Regions from separate parts of the Mus musculus genome. Here region 2 is linked to region 1. The links are chromatin contacts, called in public HiChIP or PLAC-seq maps. All regions are on one chromosome and are shown on one strand. The core of a region is the stretch at or near the end of the contact, and the rest is flanking DNA. Distances in the headings are between cores, read along the strand shown.

Region 1 (6,042 bases), core at 1,632-4,131:
TGGGAGCTGAAGGACCTGAGCGAGGTAAAGGAGGCGTTGTGCTCGCTGTTGGCTGAGAGTCCAGACCAGTTGCTCAGGTTTCTCAAATGTTCCATCTTCCAGAAGGGAGGAACACTGCATTTTAATATAGCTACAGCTAGTCCTCCCTAATTGTAGTCCTGAGGTGCTCCCACCTCCAAACATGGTCACACCAGCCGTTATTTTGACACATGACTTTTAAAGGGAGGACACTGGAACCTTAACTTTGGAGTGAAGAATGTGCACCGAGCAGACTAAAGTGACACCTCGTGTGTCCAGTGGCCAGCAGGTTGCTCCATCGTGGCCCTGCACACTCTGGAGTGGTACAGCCTACAGTGAGGCTTGGAAAATCCAAGTCTTCCTGAGAACCACTTGTTTGCCATAGAAGGGCATAGGAATGACTGGTGCTAGCCTTACCCACCAGGTCAACTTACCTGTTAGTGAGCTCACTCTGAATTTGTGTAGTAGAGAGTATGTGGTCCTTCAGGAAGTGGGAGTAGAAATTCTAGTTATAAGTTATAGAAGTTATAGAAAGTACAGAAATGATTCACAAGTGACCCAAAGGGTATTGTTACGGTTAAAAGCATATTTGATTTACTACAACTTATGTGGTTTGTGACTTATCTCTAATTCTAAGAAAGTTGATATTAGAATCTTGTCACTTCAGGTATCGTCTTCTGGATTCCATAGTGGAGATGAGGCAGGTCACTGAGGGAGAAAGCTAGGAAGAGGTGGGCCCACTGAAGTGTTGAGGGCCTCATCAGAGACAGTCACAGTTTTTGTTCCTTTATGTAGCCACTGAATATTGCCACCACAATATCCCCATGCATATTAAAGGGCTTGACGCACTCCTTGACACACAGTTATCGACTGATTGCCAAGATTTCTAAGGGACAAAGTGTCTTCTAGAATGAGGCTTGATAATAGTGATGGGTTAAAGGTCTTTATATTTTCTAGTGTATCATGCTAGTAACTTTGACAAGGATAGCTGCTCAAAAGCTGGAAAGCTGCTTACAGCTTTCATCTTGGGGGCTCTGCAGTGTGACAGTCGAGTAAAGACCATAGTATGCGGGGACTGCGGCCAGGGGATAGACAGCTGCAGAGAGAGAAGAGAAAAGCTTAAAAAGGATCTCAGTGCCACCATGAGAAGGCAGCCTGCCCCTTGTGGTCAGGGTGAGGAAATTTAATTTCACGTTCTAGAAGTGGCTTGTGGTGAGAAGTCAAAGAATTGGGACATCAGTGACACTAACGATGAAGGGTTGTAGAGCTGCTAGTGGTGACAGAGTGGCATCTTCTGGGTGTATTCCCAGAGGACTTCCATATACAAGATGGCATTTGGAAGAACACAGAAGGTGGCAGATCAGAATTCATACCCAGCAGTGGTTTCCACAGCAAAACCAGATTTTCTAACAGGAAAAACAAAAACAAAACAAACAAACAACTACTCTTTTTTTCCCTGAATAACCATAAAGAAAGTTCTTGTGTTCTTATTATGTAAAGATTACATAACACATATCCACCTAATTGAAGTTTATTTTCATTTTGTTTATGAGCATCTGCTTGGGGAAGACCCTGTGGTGGACTAGGGAATTCAGGCAAGCAGCAGAATGTCTCTGCCCTTGATCTACCGGCTGTGGTGGTGAGCAGTGCACAGGTAGACCAGGGTGCAGTTAGCATGTGAAAAACTTTCCGGAGCCTTAACGGAGGTGCTCAGAGAAGAGTGAAAGAGCTGAGCTGTAAAGCATGCAGCGTGATAAAAATGAGATCGTGCGTGAATAGGACAGCCCCGCTACACACGCTTTACATGGGCAGACTCTCATCTCGTTTTAAAGCAACCCTGCAAAGTTGTTTTATTCCTTTCCTCATTTTCAAGTGAGAAAACTCGGAATTCAACAGAGTTGGCAAAGCTGTGAGACCTAGAGTCAGTGTCCAATCCAGAACAAAGCATTCTCGAGTTGCACAGCCAGGATCGCTGCCCGGCGGGGTTCCTTTGCGTTGCTCCTGAGCCAAATAATAACGGAAGGCATGGGAAAATTGAATGTTTGCTTCTCAAAAACTTGTCATAGTAACTATTACACTACGTGCAGTAGATAATAGGAGTATGGAGATATCACCTTGGTTTGATAATTTTAAGCAGGGAAGTCTGAAGGAAAATAAGGAGCGAGGAAGATCGCTATGGCAGCAGAAAGGCTCTCGGAAACCTGGCGCATCCTCTGTCCTGTGTAGAGCTGTAGTTTTGAACATCTTTGGGTACCCAATTAAGGAAGCAGTGTATTACCAAAAGGGATGCTGAAGTACTATGTTCATCCAAGCTCAACTTATGGGTTTCATATAACCAGCATCATATTCTATATAGGAGCCTGGAGGATTTTTTTTTGTTTGTATGTTTGTTTGTGTTTTGATTTCTTAAGCTTTAGCCAGATGAGCCCCTGAAGGGGTGTGGCTTTCAATGAGAATCTCAGAGTAAGTCACACTTTTCCTGTTGAGTAAATTCTCAGTAAAGCTGCCAAATGAAATTCTAGCCCTAGAGAAAACCATTAAGCTTAAGACACTTCCCGAGGAGAGAAAAAATATTCTTGAGGCAAAGGAATGCTTTATTAGAAATCTCCCATAGTGTTTTACAAAAGATCCTGACATTAACACGTTACCTGGAGGGCTCTGAGCCAGGGCCCATACTCGTTAGTTTTCTATTGATGTTGTTTCTGACTAGGATTCCCTTCTACATTTCCTTGCTTGTTTGCCTTAGAAGCCCTGCATTGATATGCGTGTTTACATCAGACAAATGGGGAAGCTACTCTCCAGCCCAGGGGAAGAAAGAAAGATACAGGGGACAAAGCAGAGTGTTGCTAGGGGAGGGTGCCAGCAGCTGCGGTTCCTTCCCATTGCTTATGCAGTAATGTGTACTAATGAGCTCCTCAAAGTCCCTCCTCCTGAGTGGGCGTTTCCATCTCCTAAGAATCAGATATCTCTATTTTCTTTGGTACTTTTGTAAGGGCCCATGATTCACTGAAGAATGGTACTCTGAGCTCAAATAGTATGAAACACAGTGTTTTACTCTGCACAAGTCCAGCATGCTGTGCTCTCCCACTACCAAGATAGAGAGACACCCAAGTGAGCTTGCAGGCCTGACTTAAAGCACATTAGGGATGTTCCGGGAGGGTGACCTCTATGTTAATCTGTCGGGTCCGCCTCTACTGACATTCCATTACCGGGGTGTGGGGGCTGGGAACCTGCTGAGGAGGTGTGGAAACTGTTGCTGAGGAAGTAACTGAGGAAGTCTGGAAACTGCTGCTGACCCATTGTCCTTGCCTCAGGCCAGGTGGCAGGCAGCTTCTGAGGCCTGGATTTGCCTGGACTTGCCAAGTTCTTGTAGACAGAGATTTAGGCCTAGTCTCCTTAACTGCCGATTTGAAGCCTGTCATGGAATCAGCCCAGCCTTCTCTCTTTAATAATCATATTTGTTAGTTTCAAATTACAGTAAATTGGATGGTGGGTACCTTCTAAACCATTAACCTTCCAAATTCTAAATTCTAAGGCCTAGATATGCTGTTAGCTGACTGTGTTGGGAAGAGTTAGAATGAGAACATTTTCGGATGAGCTCACTGGCTTAAAGTATCCACTTTTCTCAATCACCTTGTACTTCAAGCAGAATCCATGATTTATAATTTTTAAAATTAGGTCAAGAGGGAAAATGAATTTCAGTAACATAGAAGCCAGGGTGAAGTGGAGTGCCTAAGGCAGACATCTGCCTGTGTTAGGCACATGTCTGCGTGGCTTGTTTTAGTGTTTTAAATATGGACTATGTTGAAGTTGTAGCAACTTCATCTTTGGAACACTGCCCCACACACTCCCTCTACTGACACACCGTGTACAAACACTGCTTCTGGGCGTGTGAGATGGAATTTCCCCAGAGGCCCACAAAGCATTTAATGAAGTGTGAAGCACAAACATTTCATTACAACATATTGTGTACTTTTGCCTTTAATAACTACATTCTTCATCCAAGAAGTCTCAATAGCTTTCAAAAATGAATTACAGTGGTATTATTTCCCCCAGAATATAGTTTTTCCGTGACGGCAACGGCACTTTCCTAAACTATTGTATTTATTAGCAACCTGTTGCCCTTCGACACCGGGGCCATTTTCATCGACCCTGATCGAGTGCGTATCACTTAAACTTCCTTTAGAAATTATTAAAATAATTTTGTGTTATTGGATTCTCTTGCCTTAACAGTAGGCAATCAGCTCTGAGAATGATGTACTCGAAGGGAAAATGTGAGCGGGGCCTTTAGTTTAGTGAACAGTTAGACTCGCCAATGTAAGGCCCAGCATTTAATGGGGGGATTTTGTGAAGCGAGCAAGTGTTCCCCTGGATTGGGTACTGCAGAGGCACCTGAGCCCCGCATTGTTTTGTTTGATCATTCCACATTTTGATGGAGTCCAGGTAAACCATCTCCTCCTGCCTTCACTCTCTGAGGCCTTATGAGCTGTTTTGACCACATAAGGAGACTTATTAAGAAAGAAGCCACAAGCTAGTGGCTCCAAGCTTCTGCTAGTTATCAGAAGTTACTAATGTGCAACTACACCATTCTAAATCCACATTCAAATCATTTTTAAATGCTGGCAATAGATGTGCACTTGTGTCTCACGGCCCCAGACATCATCACGTTCATGAATCCGATCCAAATGTAAGTAGTAACAGAAACAGACCGTATGAGAACCTGTGTGAGGATGAGGCAGATCTTGGGTGGGATTTATTCATGGCATGAGCCGTGGAATGTCACTTCAGCCTTTGTGTATGTCTGAGTAAAATCACTATTGTGTCTCTTGGTGCCTGGGCTTCTAACAACCATCTATTTGATCCGAATCATGGGAACATCAACAGGAGACGTATGAGCTATAGGATCGTAAGCCTTTGGGCCAGGGGCATGTTTGCACTACTCCCTCTCAGAATTGTTGTCACAGTGGTGAATTGCCAAGGATCATGCAGAAGAGGCTGCCTTTGATCTACTTTTTTTTTTTAGCAAATTAATATTTCTCCAAACAAAAATACACTTAAATTGTTCTTTGAAATATTTCAATAGTGTCCATTAAATTGGTAATTTATTGGTAGCCATCACTGTCATTAGATCTCACCATAGAAGATGCCATTGGATTCCTTGATAACTCTAGAGTTGGAGTGATAGTCTGTCACTAACTCATTAGGGAAGGCAGAAAGGACTAAGCAAACAGGCTCTACTCATTGGGTAGCTGAGGAGTTGGACATGACAGTAACTCCTGGTCGGTGTGATACATTTGGAGTGGAGTCCTTTTCAATGATGGCCATTATGATTTTATCACTGACGATAGTCATTTCAATAGTTCAATAATGTTAATTTTATGTCAGTAGTCTCTGCCTAAGTAATCATTCATACCAAACACTCATCATTTTACCCTCTTGGAGTTTTTCTTAGAACACTATTGAAGTCTATGTTCTTAGGCAATGAGTAGGATTCTATTCAATTTGATAATGCCCTTCCCTTAGGTAGAAACTGAAGAGGAAAATGTAAGGAAACCTATTCCAGATATTTATAAATATAGGAACTATAAATATCATTAGCTGTGAAGGCTAAACTTTTAGACTCCAGAAGTTCTAAACAAGCGTTCATCTCAGGAAGGGGCAACTCAACACACTGCGTTTTCCTGAAGCACAAGGGGCAGCAACATTTTATCAATGATGAAAGGAGCGGGCACAGCTGGTGTGGGCCCCGCCTTCTGCACTCAGCTCTTCACAGAGCTTCATGAAGGGCAGCACTTAGTGTAAAGGGTGGTGGCTTGAGGATTTACATCAGACAACTCAGTAAAAGAAACCCCACGTCCGCCGCTCCTTTCTAAGCTCTGCTTTGCCATGGCTGTGTGCTTGCTGCAAATTCTCTCCTGCGTCCTGTCATTGACCACATGCTTGCTGGGTAGGTTCCCTCCCGTGGGCAAATAGGAGAGGCAAAGATGGACAGACATAGCTTGTATCCTCAGTAGGACTAAAATA
Region 2 (6,042 bases), core at 2,390-4,889, 530 kb after region 1:
ATCCCAGCACTCAGGAGTCAGAGGCAGGCAGATCTCTGAGTTCGAGGCCAGCCTGGTCTTCAGAGTGAGTTCTAGGATAGCCAGGACTATACAGACAACCCCTGTCTCAAAAAATAAACAAACAAAAAATGAAAATATGCCTGCTTAACCTCTAACTGTGAATCGTTTTGTGTCTTTAAATCTCATGTATGCCAATAATAGATTCTGTATGTACATATGTGTGTATGTTTAGGGTTATGTATCATATCAAAGTTCATTCCGTTCCTTGTTGGCCAGCTGCAGAGTCAAACACCTGAAAGCTTGTACTGTTATCTCTTCTTCTGTTTGATACTTATATAGAAGTAGGCTACTACAAATATCTTAGGATCTCTGTTACTGTGACAAAATACCATGGCCAAAATCAACTTTGCTGGAAAAGGGTTTATTTCATCTTACAACTTGTAGTCCATCATCTGGGAAAGTCAGAAGAGAAGGAACTCAGTCCAGGCACAGAAACAGAAGTTATAGAGGGAAACTGCTTACTGGCTTACTCCCTGTGGCAAGCTCAACCTGCTTTCTGACCCAAGAACAAGCAGGCCAGGGGGTTGGCACCACTCACGGTGAGCATGGTCTTTCCACATCCACCATCAATCAAGAAAATGCAGCACTTGCTTACCCACGGGCTCATCTGATGCAGACGTTTTCTCAGTTGAGGTTCCCACTTCCCAGATGACTTCCCTCCCATGTTGAGTTGATATGAAACAATCCAGAATAAGATATCATAGTTACCTCTCTGTTGCTGTGAGAAAATACCCCAAGAAAAGCAGCATAGGAAAGACAGGTTTTGGTTTGGCTTATGACCAAAGGTGTCTAGAGGGATAAAGTCCAAATGATATGCAAGGCACAGCAACAGTCAAGGAAATGTGCTATCTGGAGCAGGAAGCTGACAGGCCACATGTTTATTCATTCACAGGAAGTGGGCAGGAGAGGCAGGAAGTAAGGTGAGGCTAAGCTATAAAAACCTCAGAGCTCACCCCAGTGACAGAAGGACTTCCTTCCTTTTTGAATGGGATCTCATTTGGTCGCCCAGCTGGGTTCCTAACTCAGCCTTCGGCATTGCTACCACACCCATCTGATGTTATATAATCAAGGGAATAGGTGCTGCTTAGAACACGGATTCCATTCAGCGAGTATTCCTTGAGTGTCATAACCTCTTAGCTGCCTTCATTGCTGTTATTATTATAAAGCATGTGACACCAGTGTGAAGTCATATCTCAGTGGCCATCGTAGCTCGTTGTTGATTCCTTCTAAGCTTCACGTTGCCCAGATTTAGAACAGGAGAGTAACCTATGGTGATTGAGAGAATGACATAAATTTGGAGAATTTGCAGAGGACTATGTGGATCAAGACTTATGACATGGCCTGTTTACTGTTACTAAGAAACCGTCCAGTCTCCGAGAATCACCTTGAATTACTTGCTCATATCTATTTACTTTCCTAAGTCTTCTGAATTGATGATGGAAAGCAAAACAGAGTGATCACTGCGCCGACAGCAGTGCTTGCAAGCTGTGACAGGTGCAGCTCTGAAGGTCATCATGGAGAAGATACTGTAAGGACTTGGGAAGGTACCAAGGAAAGCAGGTTTCATCCCTAGCAAAAGCTCCAGCCCACCAGGATGAATCTAAGTAGATCTTGATGTATGGAGATATTTGGGGCCCATGATAGAGAAGCTTTTGTGAGTCTAGATTGAGTTTTGGAATTTTACATTGTTCAAAGCTGCATACCTTCTGATGAGAAAACACAATATATAATGATTGATTTTTATGTGAAATTTAAAAATGATTTGATTTAAATGCTTTTGGAATATTTTCACTCTCCTGAGTTCTGGAATTTAGCCATTGTTATATATTAAGAATATGTCTATACTAAGGACTTCTCAGGACAATAGCATCTATCCTGGCTCCTTATAAAATAGCTGCAAGGCTTTTTTTTAGTATACCATGTTAATATCTACAATTCTTCTGGTCCTTCACTATGCCTTGAGCAGTACCATTTGAAGTCAGTCTTTTGTTTTTTGTTTTTTTCATTTTCAAGCCAGGGTTTCTCTGTATAGCCCTGACTGTCCTGGAACTCTCTTTGTAGACCAGGCTGGCCTCGAACTCAGAAATCTGTCTGCCTCTGCCTTCTAAGTGCTGGGATTAAAGGCGTGAGCCACCACACCTAGTTTTTAAGACACATGATCACTATTTGATGATGTGCATTCTGTGATTTCTGTAAATTTACTGAGTATTAAAATGCATGCCGGCTCCCTATAGTCACTGAGGGTACAGACAGGGAAATGGCCCCAGGTCCCCTATCATCTGCCCTGTGCAGTCCCTGGAAATCTGTAAGCTATTGAGTGAAGCTGTCCCTGAACCAGTAACTGCCCCATGGTGTTCATGTCCTGCAGATTCAGGAATGGCACTGATAGGGATGGGACCAGTTAGAAATTGATCACCACACCCAGGCCTGGAGCAAACTGAGCCTCTCCCCAGGAGAGTCATCAGCTTCTAAAAGCTTACCCAGGAAGGTAATTACGTGCACCTAAGGGCCGCATGCTGCTGGAAGTGCACAGCACACTCATGCTCCATAACAGGAAGTTCACAGCACATTCGTGCTCCATAACAGGAAGTGCACAGCACATTCATGCTTCATAACAGGAAGTGCACAGCACACTCGTGCGCCATCACAGGTAATGGAACTCATACACTTCTGCTTTTGGTTTGGTTTGGCTTTTAGGATTTGTTTTCTTTTCTTTTCTTTTCTTTTTTTTTTTTTTTAAGATTAGCATTTTTATTGTGTCTCAAACACTAAAGGTCTTTACAATTGTTTTCTTTCATTTCTCTCCCTACTGTTCTCTGTATAATTCATGTCATCTGTGTTTTTATCTAACTTTTTTAATATGACTCTATTCTTATTTTTATTGGATATTTTCTTTATTTATATTTCAAATGTTATCCCGTTTCCCAGTCTCCCCCCTCCCTCCCCCCGCCTCAGGCCCCGAATCCCATCCCCCACCCCCTGCTTCTATGAGGGTATTCTCCCACCCACCCACAACCTGCTTTTGTAGAGGTAAAGCATAACCAAGCCCTTGCTGGATTAGAATTCATTAGTATCCCACATATTTAGAAAGAGCTTATGCCTTCCCTAAATATGGGAAACATTTTATTTTTTCTTCTGAATTTAGAAATCATATTTGAGGGTAAGGTCTATAAGCCGTTGACCCCCAAGTGCTTCTTAAAGAGATACTGAAGAGCTTGCTTTTGCAGAGGTTAGCACTGAAGCTCAGCGCTCTATTAACCAGTGGGGAGTAAAGAGCATGGAAAGTCCCCCGGGTGACTGAGAACACAGGCGCAGCTTAGGGGCTGGCCTCCAGAGTGGGCCATCCAAGGGTGGTTTTTAAGAACAACTGCCTAAGGCTGTCTTGGGGCAAGTGCTTGGGAGAAGAATTTGCTCCTTTAGGGGAAGGGAAAAGAAGCCCTTGCTTCCCTAAAGATGGATGGCTCCTCTTTGTCTGACCAGAGAGTGGCACTGACGGATTGCAGAGTGTGTGATAGCAAACCTTGCTGGTCTCCAGTGAGGCTCAAAGCGAGCAGTCTGTTTGGGATGAGTTATCTGTAATCTCTGCCTTTCCCCCGGAGAGGGAGGGGGTGACTAATTGCAGCATCCTTTAACAGTAATTGAGACGGATTGAGGGCGGAAATGAGCGATTAACCTTGAGCCTCCTCCTGACACTGCAAACCGTCTGGTCCTGTAGAGTAGGTTTCTGGGGGGTGCCTTGGTGGTTCAATTACACAGATGACCATATAGCTCTCATAATTAACTTAAGGCAGTGTGTTTCCGCCCTAACTTTTGAGATGTTTGTTGCTCTGTTGACGTCATTCCAGGAATGAAACTTTTACAGGGTGACAGCCAGAGGCAGATTTACTAAGAAGCTAATGAAGGAGTACAATCCCCACAGGCCCCTTGCTAAGTCCCGGAGCTACTTTTGGACCACCAGGATGTATGAAGTTCAGTTCCTACAGAAGAACCGGGTTCTGTCTGTGGGGTAGAATTCTCTTTACAGATAAGCAGCTGACAGACAGATTGGAGATTTTGCTGAAATGGTGGGCAGGATTCCCTTACTCAGGAGATTTTGAAACTGTTTAAATTTAGTAAGTCTACTATGCCTGTGTGCCATAGCTACTCTCTGAAATTATAGAAATTAGAATAACAATTTCTACTTTTATGCTTCTGTAAGTAAATATTTTATTCTTTCATTAAAGTGTTAATAAAGTTTAAAAGGGAAAGTATAGGAAAACTGCACAATATAATAATCATAATGGTAGCTGGGCAGTGGTGGCACACACTTTTAATCCCAGCACTTGGGAGGCAGAGGCAGGTGGATTTCTGAGTCTGGCCAGCCTGGTCTACAGAGTGAGTTCCAGGACAGCCAGGGCTACACAGAGAAAGCCTGTCTCAGAAAAGCCAAAGGGGAGGGGGAATGGTAACATATAGAGGTACTGGCTTATATATTTGTGTGTACTGATACAATTGCATATAGGGATCAGATGGCTTTGCTGCAAAGCATGCCAGCTACATTCTGCACTGTGATGGCGACGCTCTCTGCAGCTCTTCTGCACCGGCCACGTTAGTGCCCCGTGTGAAGCAGGTGCTCGGAGCTGTGCGGCTGAAGCTAAGTACACTGCTGAGTGGGATGATTTTCTAAACTAAAAAATAAATGTTGGCAGTTTGAAAAAAAAAAAGCAAAATACATTACCTAAAGATAATGTTTTATACATTGATGGTAAGTAGCTTTTATGAGACAAAGTTCTCAGTTTAATCAGAATTTCTATAATCATCATCTTGTAAGTGTATGTCACAAGTCTACTGGCACAGTGTCCCTCAATTACTAAATGCATAGCTAACTCTGGCAGCGTGCATGCCTTTGTGGAAGACTCACATATACTCAAAGAAAAGGGCATTTTCCCCTTAGGTTTTTCCCATAGTTGTCCATTTTGGTTTCCTCCCTGAGAGAGCTGTAGGTTGGCTCAGAGGGATGAGAGCTAAGAATCGCTGGGTCCAAGTGAATTTTATTCAGTCAGTTGTACCTTTCGCTACACTTCTGTCCATAGCTAGTTAAGTCGCTTCCTTCCCAGTGGATATCAAATTTTGCTCAGATGCCTTTTAAGAAACAGGAAGTTAGCTGTCTTGCTTGGTCTCTCATGGTCTCTTCCGTCCTCCTGGGATTTAGACACTGACAGCTATTTGGCAAGCAGCTATTTGTGTAGCATGAATAACTGAGTGAACTTTGAACTGTATAATCTGTCGAGAGCCAGGCCACTTTGAAGCTATAAGGAACTTCATATCCCTCAGCTAGGAATCATCTATTTGTCCTGAAACTCAGTTGGCACAGCACTGAGAAGCAGCCAGGAGAAGAGTAGACTCCTATTCACATGGCCTTTGGAAAGAGTAATAGATACAGAAGTGGATGCTGTAGTGTAGAGCAAAGGACTCCCCAACTAGCTCTGACTTTCAATTACAACATGTTTCTTTCAGGTAACTGTTTCTCCAGCTTGGAACCTTTGTCTTCGGGAAGCTAACTCCTCATTTCTCTGAACTTCTCAGTTATTCAACCTTATAGGCAATGAAATGAGAGAATATTTCTTTTTTGATTGTTGAGATTATAATGTAATTACAACATTCCCTCTTCCCTTTCCTCTCTCCACCCCCATATATCCCTTATAATTCTCTTTCAAATTCATGACTTCATTTTTTCATTGTTATTACATGTATCTATGTCTATGTATATACTTATATTCCTAAATTCATTTTAAACTAGTTATCTTAGTACTGAACACATTTAATTGTACCGTCTGCAATGGTTACAGAACTAAGTCCTATTGGCGATCCAGTCTTCCAAGGATATGTTTGTGACAGTGATCTCTCCAAGGCTCCTGAGCGACCTGCTTCAATAAACAATCGCAGGAGGTGCTACTGTCTCATAAAGATTCGCTTTGATAAGAGTAAGAGATAAGTAATTTC

What was found. HiChIP or PLAC-seq counts read pairs in DNA pulled down with a chosen protein or histone mark.
Region 2: a contact with region 1 is called in an H3K27ac HiChIP or PLAC-seq map of embryonic stem cells, with 3 times the contacts expected there. The contact joins two enhancer-like sites. A contact is called at or near these places in 3 of 115 datasets of contacts at active chromatin or transcription factors (all in embryonic stem cells) and 1 of 9 other capture datasets (embryonic stem cells).

The regions. Positions count from the first base shown.
Region 1 is chr8:78,095,405-78,101,446 of GRCm38.p6, forward strand. No RefSeq gene overlaps it. Among named protein-coding and RNA genes, the nearest start is that of Gm6360, 26 kb to the left of the region's middle. Within about 2 kb of position 2,882, at least 34 of the 459 cell types and tissues checked have an H3K27ac peak or open chromatin away from gene starts, as enhancers often do. A contact at or near this core is called in embryonic stem cells, where this site is marked.
Region 2 is chr8:78,621,577-78,627,618 of GRCm38.p6, forward strand. All of the region lies in intron 5 of Slc10a7 (solute carrier family 10 (sodium/bile acid cotransporter family), member 7), which reads left to right. Among named protein-coding and RNA genes, the nearest start is that of Gm39203, 50 kb to the right of the region's middle. Within about 2 kb of position 3,640, at least 92 of the 459 cell types and tissues checked have an H3K27ac peak or open chromatin away from gene starts, as enhancers often do. A contact at or near this core is called in embryonic stem cells, where this site is marked.